Linked DNA regions of Pan troglodytes: region 1 is linked to region 2. A link is a contact called in public HiChIP or PLAC-seq data. All regions are on one chromosome and are shown on one strand. Each heading gives the region's core, a stretch centred on a gene start, on an enhancer-like site or on the middle of the called end of the contact. The rest is flanking DNA. Distances are from core to core; before and after follow the strand shown. Region 1 holds the start of TNFSF12 (TNF superfamily member 12). Region 2 holds the start of ELP5 (elongator acetyltransferase complex subunit 5).

Region 1 (3,490 bases), core at 801-3,300, 300 kb before region 2:
AGAGAACCAAGACCTTCATGAACTGGCTTCTGTGGTTCTGAGACTGATGGCCGGGAAGGGAGTGGGAGGTCAAAGGTTTTCAAGGGCCCTTTTCCCAGGAGGCCAGTGCTGTGGGGGGGATGGGGTCTCACCTGCCTGCGCTCCGTCCTGTCCAGGTCGTGGATGAACTGTAAAGTACAGGAAAAGGCTGGTGAGACCTGCCCTGACCCTCTGCCACCTGCCCCTCTCCTCCTGGGTATGGCTCACCCATCACCCACCTTCATAATGGGCTGCGATCGCTCTTCGAGCCCGTGTTTTCCGGCCTTTAGGTGCTGAGGATCAAGGAAAGACAGATGAGCAAAGCGGGCCCTAGTGGGGGTCCCAGAGCAACTCTCTCAGCCCCATTCCCCTCTCAGGAACCCTGGCATCCTTATTCTTGTCCAGACTCCTGGCCTTAGAATCTCAGGCCTCATCTTCCTCAGTAAGTAGAGTGACTATAATTTGTCATCCACACTGGGATACTGCTGAGAGCAAAACGGGAAGCTGCTACTAATCACACCGAGATAACAGGTGGGGGCCAGGACAACTGCATGCCAACTTGGACACATGGTCATTCGGCCACCCCATCATCCCATTCCTAAGTCTCTTTGCCTACCGGGGTCCAGGCCTCTGACTCCCAGGCCTAGTCTCCATCAGGATCCCAGTAGTTCTTCTAACTCATGGCCACCCTGCCTTCCTGTTTGGGGTAGGGTCTGAAGGAGCACATCCATATGACAGAAGGAGCTTCAGAGGAGGGCGAGAATCCCTAGGTTTGAGTCTTGGCTGGTTAGCTGCATGACTCTGAACTCCTTTCACCCTCCGTGCCTCAGTTTCTCCCTGTGGATAATGGTTTTTGCTCTGCCCGCTTCCTGAGGTTGGGATAGAGGGATGCTCACCACTTCTGCGAGGCCGAACTAGTCGGTTCAGGAAAGGCGCAGGATCCTGGCTTTCTTCTGTCTGGGGATTCAGTTCCTAGGGGAATTAGGGCAGGGTTCAACCACAGACTCCCAGAGATATAAAGTGAGACAGACGGGGCCTGTCAGGAGAGCCACCAGCCAGCAACAGACACAGAAGTCAGGGACAGATTAAGCCCCTCAGCCAACTACAGCTGGGGCCCCGGGCAAAGGTGAAGCTGGGAGTCAGGCCCCAGTCCTCACCCTTTCCTCTAGACCAGCTACACTTTCCCACCCACACACAACCAACGCAGACCCTGCATTCAATTGGCACATTGCACACATGCCCACACCCAGTCACCACGCACAGAGGATACACACCCTGTACACAACCGCACCCCTCTTCCACGCAGACTCACATATCTTATACAACCACGTCACCCCCAGCCAATAAACACCTCAGACTCAGGTGGCACAACCCCAGCACAAACCCCTCACACAGAGTTGTCACCACGCACACACACCCCTGCAGACACACACCCATGCACGCACTGTGTTCACACACACCCTGCACACACCGCGAGTACGGCTGGCACAGCTGCACACACCTGCAGCCTCGGCTGTGCACACTTCCCATGCCCCAGCAGCCTGCAGACCGCGCCCACGCCCACTCACCGACGGGTCCTGGTCCTCCTCTGCCACCAGCTCCTCCTGGGCAGGCTCCTGCTGGGAAGGAGGGAGCGTCACCCCGTGCCGCTCCACCTGACATCTCACCCTCCACCCATCCTCCCTTCCCCTTGCCTTCAGCCCACGAGGCCCCCAGCGGCCCCTCTGCAGTCTCAGCTCCTGATGTGCCCAAGAAGGGGTGCGCAGCGGGGCCTCACCTGGGCGGACAGCGATGCCCGGCTCCCCAAACTGACCACGGCCAGCAGGAGGCCGAGGCAGGCCAGCGCCAGGCCCAGGCCCAGCGCGAGCGGGACCAGCAGGGCGGTGCCCGGCTCCCCCCGGCGCCCCCTCCGCCTCTGGCTCCGACGGGCGGCCATGGGGGCGGGGGGCTGTGCCTGCCTCACCGCCCCCCCATCCCGGGACCCGAGGGATCGGGGGAGGGGGAGCCGGCGGGCGGATCGGGCCGGGGAGAGGGAGGGGCAAGGGAAACGGGGCGGGAGGGGGCGCTGGGGACAGGAAGCCGGACGCTGTGTGTGATTAAACTCCGAGTCTCTCGCCGGGCGCTGTGCGCGCAGCGAACGGAGTGGGCGCCCACCCGACCTCTGAGCGCCCAGCCCGGGCGTGCACCACCAGGGCGAGGTCCGTTGTGTGCGGCCGCGGGAGCGATGGGGCTATGCGTGTGCGGGCACCTCCTGCGGGGAGGTGGGGAACTCAGGAAGGCCTGTTGGTTCAGATTCTTCTGTGTCCCTGTGTCTTCAGAGATAAGGACCCTCCTTTCCCCCAGGTGCAGGGAGGGCGCCTCTCACAGGAGGCTATTATTTGCTTCTTCAGGAAAAGGGCAGGGAGTTCCAGGTTGTATGACCTGGTTCAGGGAAGAAGGGCAGGAGAAGGTAAGAAAGATCCTTCGGCTTCTGCGGTTTTCTCAAATTCCTTCAGCTTAAAACGCTCATTGTGCCGAGGTGCATCGTTTAGGGTAGCACGTTCTGAAGCCCATCATTACCAATGATTGCCAAGCATCTGAGGAGGACCAGCAGCATGCAAAAGAAACACCAAAATTGGTCCGGCAGGTGGCTTACGCCTGTAATCCCAGAAGGCCAAGGCTGGGGGCCAGGAGTTCAAGATCAGCCTGGGCAAGAGCAAGACCCCATCTCTACAGAAAAGTTTTAAAAAAATTAGCCCACGCCTGTAGTCCCAGCTACTCAGGAGGCCGAGGTAGGAGGATTGTTTGAGCCCAGGAGTTTGAGGCTGCAGTGAGCTGTGATTGCACCACTACACTCCAGCCTGGGCAACAGACCTTGTCTCAAAAAAAAAAGAAAGAAAGAAAGAAAGAAAGAAAAAGGACCAAAATTGGCTGGGCGCGATGGTTCACGCCTGTAATCCCAGCACTTTGGGAGGCCGAGGCGGGTGGATCACGAGGTCAGGAGATCAAGACCTGCCTGGCCAAGATGGTGAAACCCTGTCTCTAATAAAAATACAAAAAAATTAGCCGGACGTGGTGGCAGGCGCCTGTAGTTCCCAGCTACTCGGGAAGCTGAGGCAGAGAATTGCTTGAACCCAGGAGACAGAGGTTGCAGCGAGCTGAGATCACGCCACCACACTCCAGCCTGGGCAACACAGCAAGACTCTATCTCAAAAAAAAAAAAAAAGAAAGAAAGAAAGACCAAAATTAACAAACAAAATTTGACATTGGAGGAAACAGAGATAATTCAGGATACAAAGAGTACTACCTAATATACTTAAAGAGAGTCAAGAAAAAGCATCCATAGAGCTGGGCATGGTGGTGCATGCCTGTAGTCCCAGCTACTCAGGAGGTTGAGATGGGAGGATCACCTGAGCCTGGGAGGTTGAGGCTGCAGTGAGCTGTGATCACACCACTGCATTCCAACACGAGCAACAGAGTAAGACCCTGTCAA
Region 2 (3,711 bases), core at 585-3,084:
AGGCATGCGGCTGGGTTTAGGGACTTCCTTATCTCAATACTTTCTTCTCCCCCATGTTAGTCAATAAATCCTGGAAATTCTACCCACTAAAGTCCTTTACATGTGTTCTAAACTTTCCATCTCTACTGCCACTGCCTTAAACCAGGCCTCTATCACTCCCTACCATTATTCCCTAAAATTCATTAGGTCAGGAACAGGTCTGTCTCACTCACTGCCGTCTCCAGTATCTTGCACAGCACCTGGTTTATAGTTGGTGCTCGGTACATATGTACCTTAAAGAGTGAACCCGGATTAATGGATTACTGCAATACCCTTCCCACATGTTCTCCCTATCTCCAGGCTATTTCTCTCTCGACTTCTAAGATCTTTGCTTTGGACTCCCCAAATACTCATCACTCCTCTTATTAATTCTTGCCTCCTGAAAGACCCATATCCAATTCTTCAATGAATATTTAAGGAACTGCTACTACATACCAGGTTCTGCGCTTGTTGTAAAGAAATTTCCTTAGCAATATAGGTCTCAAATTTAATCAAATCTCTTCCAACTGGTACTTACCGATTGTTGATATCAGAGTCAAAACCTTCACGAAACTCTTCCTCGCTCACTTCACAGCCCAGGATATGCACTTGCTCCCCACTAAGGCAGAGATGAGAAGGGATTGTCAAAGAGTGGGCACAGGTGCCCTATCCAGGGTAGGCCGGGGAGACACTGTGGGATACTCACCACAGTGCAGATTTCTTGACAAGCGCCTTCAAGAGACTGCGCCCCTCCCACTCCACGGAATCTGCAGAGCGAGGGACGGATAAAGAGTATGAGAGCGCTGGGATTACCGCCTTCGCGAACCCGTCGCGATTTCCACACCTAGCCTGTGACCCCTGGCCCTTCCTGCCCACTTCCGTCCCCTCAGCCAGGCCCGAACCGCACCCCCCCCCCCCCCACACCGTGCCTCTGGCTCTCACCCCGAAGCAGCACCAGGCCGCCCAAGGCCAACAGCGAGTCCAACATCTCCAACTCGCGTCCGGTCCCTGCTCTGGCGCCCTCTGATGGCGTCATGACCCAGTGTCCCGCCCCCTCGGGGTGAAACGGGCGGAGGACTCGGGCGTCCTCCCACCATTAAGACCTAACATAGTCTGGAATGAGAGGTGATTATGTTCAATATTCCCAGGGGAGCGCTCACGCGGAGGGCCCCCGTCCCCGAGCCCTGGCGCACAGTCGTGCGGACAACGACCCCGTCTACATTTTCACTGTGACCGGGGCGGGAAGAGCAGTGACGGCAGTTGTCAGTGGGAGGGGGAGGAGGACCCACAAGCCCCCCGCGAGGGCCCTAAGCGCGGGGCCAAGTGCCGTCACTCGCCCCGCCCACGCAGCTTGAGGCGGGGCCTGCTTCGCCTCAGGCCCCGCCCCGCGGCCACCTTCTGCGCGTGCGCAATACTGCAGCCTCGTTTGGAGTGCTTTTGGCTTTCCTTATACCTACCCCCCATAGACCGCGCAGGAGGAACTTAGTCCCGGTGAAGCGAATACACGTCACCACCGGAAGTAGTGTCAAAGGGGAAGAGGAGGGGGAAAGACAGGAAGAGGGAGTCCTTTGGACGGTAAAATGGCGCCTGTCAGAGTGGGAAACCCAGCTGCAGAGGCTGCAGCCCCGCTCCCCAGCGGCTAAAGGACCCCCGAGCTCGGGGAGGGGGAGGCCGCTCCGGCCCAGCGCTCCGCGCCCTCCGGCTCCCCCTCCCCCTCCTTCCCTGCTCCTTCGCTCTGCCCGCCCGTTCTCCGCTGCCGCGGCCCTTTGCGCGCCGCTGCCCCCGCCCTCCCCGTTCCTGCGGGCAGCCCCCTAGCGCGCCTGCGCAGCGGGCCACTCTCCGCTTTCCCCCCCTCCCCCTCCCTTTTCCCTTCCTCCCTTTTCCCTAGCCCCCTCCCCCACTGCCCCCTCCCCCAATTATCCTTCCCCTTCCCTCCTGGTCTCCGAGGACCCCATCCTAGCCCTACCTGTCTCGGCCCGCAACCTCCCCGAAGCCGTCGGTGCCACTCCCAGCCCATGTGGGCCCCCGCGGGCTGCCCACGCCAGTCCCCCAGCTCCCTGTTCCGCTGGGCTTTCCCCTCGCCAGGGGTGGCTTTCTGAGCCGCCCGCTCCGTGCCCCTCTCTGCAGCCTCTCCTGCCACTCGGGGCCCCCGTTCCCCCTCCCGGCGGCGGGGGGCTGCCCCCGGGGGGCTGGCGGAGCTGGGCCGCGGGGGCCCCGGGGCCGGCGGTGCCGGGGTCATCGGGATGATGCGGACGCAGTGTCTGCTGGGGCTGCGCACGTTCGTGGCCTTCGCCGCCAAGCTCTGGAGCTTCTTCATTTACCTTTTGCGGAGGCAGATCCGCACGGTGAGCCAGGGTGGGCGCTGGCGGTGTTGAGGACGTCTGTCCGTGGTGCTCAGGGGTTTTCGGAGTGTCGGGCCTCTGTTTGGGCCTAGGAAGGGAATCCTGGCTGGGGCTTTTCTCGCCAGAGAATTGGGCACCCTAAGCGGGGCGAGGTGGGAGACCCTTGTAATAGAACCTTGCCCTTGGGGGTTTTGATGGAGCTAGATGGGTCAGGATTTGGCAACTCTTGGGGGCTAAGGTGGTGGGTGGGGCGCTGTTTAAGAAAGCTGGAGTTGTTGCTAAAGAAACCAAGAGGCGGGGAACACCTGTTTGATGACAGCCGGATCTGTGGATGGGGGCTTGGGAAAGACCCTATTTGGAACCTCGGTGTGTGTTTGGTCCCATAACAAGGAAGAGACAGACTTGTGTGTCAAGGGTGGAGGTGGGTGGGAGGGCATACGTTACAAACAAGGACTGGAACTTGGGAAAGCCCTGGATGTGAAGGAGAAACGCCTGCGGTTCCCATTAAGAGAATTCCTTCAAAAAGGCTGTGAAAATTTATTTCATAGTGTGAGTGTAGGTATCTGGATTTATTGAAGACTAAAGCAGATGCTTTTACGATGGGCCTCTTTAATTGTGGGAGGGAGTTCAAGGTGGGTGCTGTGCCCACCATTGAAGTTTGGGTGTCCCTGTCAGAGGACAGCGCTGGGCAGTTGTAGGGCTTGAAAACGAGGACGTTTGCTTCTCCAGGAGAGCCTAGCATTCTGAGGGAAACTGTCCGGATGGACCCAAGCATCTCTGGGTCCCCTCCCCCTTAGCTTTTCTCCAAGGTCAGAGGTCCTTCAGCTAACAGCACTTTAAATGAATGTGCTCTTGTGGTCTCACCACCACCAGGGAGAATCCTCGGAAGGAGTCTGGGGAGAATTTAGTAAGCGGAGACACAGGTTCTGGGTCTGTACTGTGGTCTGTACCCCTTAGCATACCTCAATACAATTTGAAAGAATAAACCCAGGTTGGGGTGACCTGGGGTTCAGGGAATTTCCAGAAAGCCCTCAGTGGTAGTGGTGATTGATTTAACTGATTTGGAAGAGTGGGTCTGGCCTTGGGTTCATTCTGTCCTTTACCAGTCTGCTTCCACTTCCTGATTTAGGGCGCGAACAGTACAGGATGGTTGTGGCTGTAGGCAGCAGCGCTATTCCCCCGAGACAAGAGCTAGGAGCCAAGAAAAATTTAGGGTCAGAGATGCTGGGATATGTGTGGGGCTATCTCCTGGGGTTTTCTTTTCTGAGACAGTCTCGCTTTGTCGCCCAGGCTGGAGTGCAGTGGTGCCATCTCCGCTCACTGCAACCTCCACCTCCTGGGTTCAAGCGAT

Evidence for each region. HiChIP or PLAC-seq counts read pairs in DNA pulled down with a chosen protein or histone mark.
Region 1: a contact with region 2 is called in an H3K4me3 HiChIP or PLAC-seq map of stem cell-derived excitatory neurons, with 2.6 times the contacts expected there. The contact joins the promoter of TNFSF12 here to the promoter of ELP5 in region 2.

The regions. Positions count from the first base shown.
Region 1 is chr19:18,060,145-18,063,634 of NHGRI_mPanTro3-v2.0_pri, reverse strand. TNFSF12 (TNF superfamily member 12) reads right to left here and starts at 2,050. Exons shown (of 7, transcript NM_001205129.1): 1 at 1,796-2,050; 2 at 1,587-1,634; 3 at 915-990; 4 at 258-311; 5 at 132-167. The coding sequence starts at 1,954.
Region 2 is chr19:17,759,784-17,763,494 of NHGRI_mPanTro3-v2.0_pri, reverse strand. It overlaps ELP5 (elongator acetyltransferase complex subunit 5), which reads right to left and starts at 1,834. Exons shown (of 9, transcript XM_016931417.4): 1 at 1,476-1,834; 2 at 961-1,131; 3 at 725-785; 4 at 557-637. The coding sequence starts at 1,054. It overlaps CTDNEP1 (CTD nuclear envelope phosphatase 1), which reads left to right and starts at 1,926. Exons shown (of 9, transcript XM_016931418.4): 1 at 1,926-2,363. The coding sequence starts at 2,262.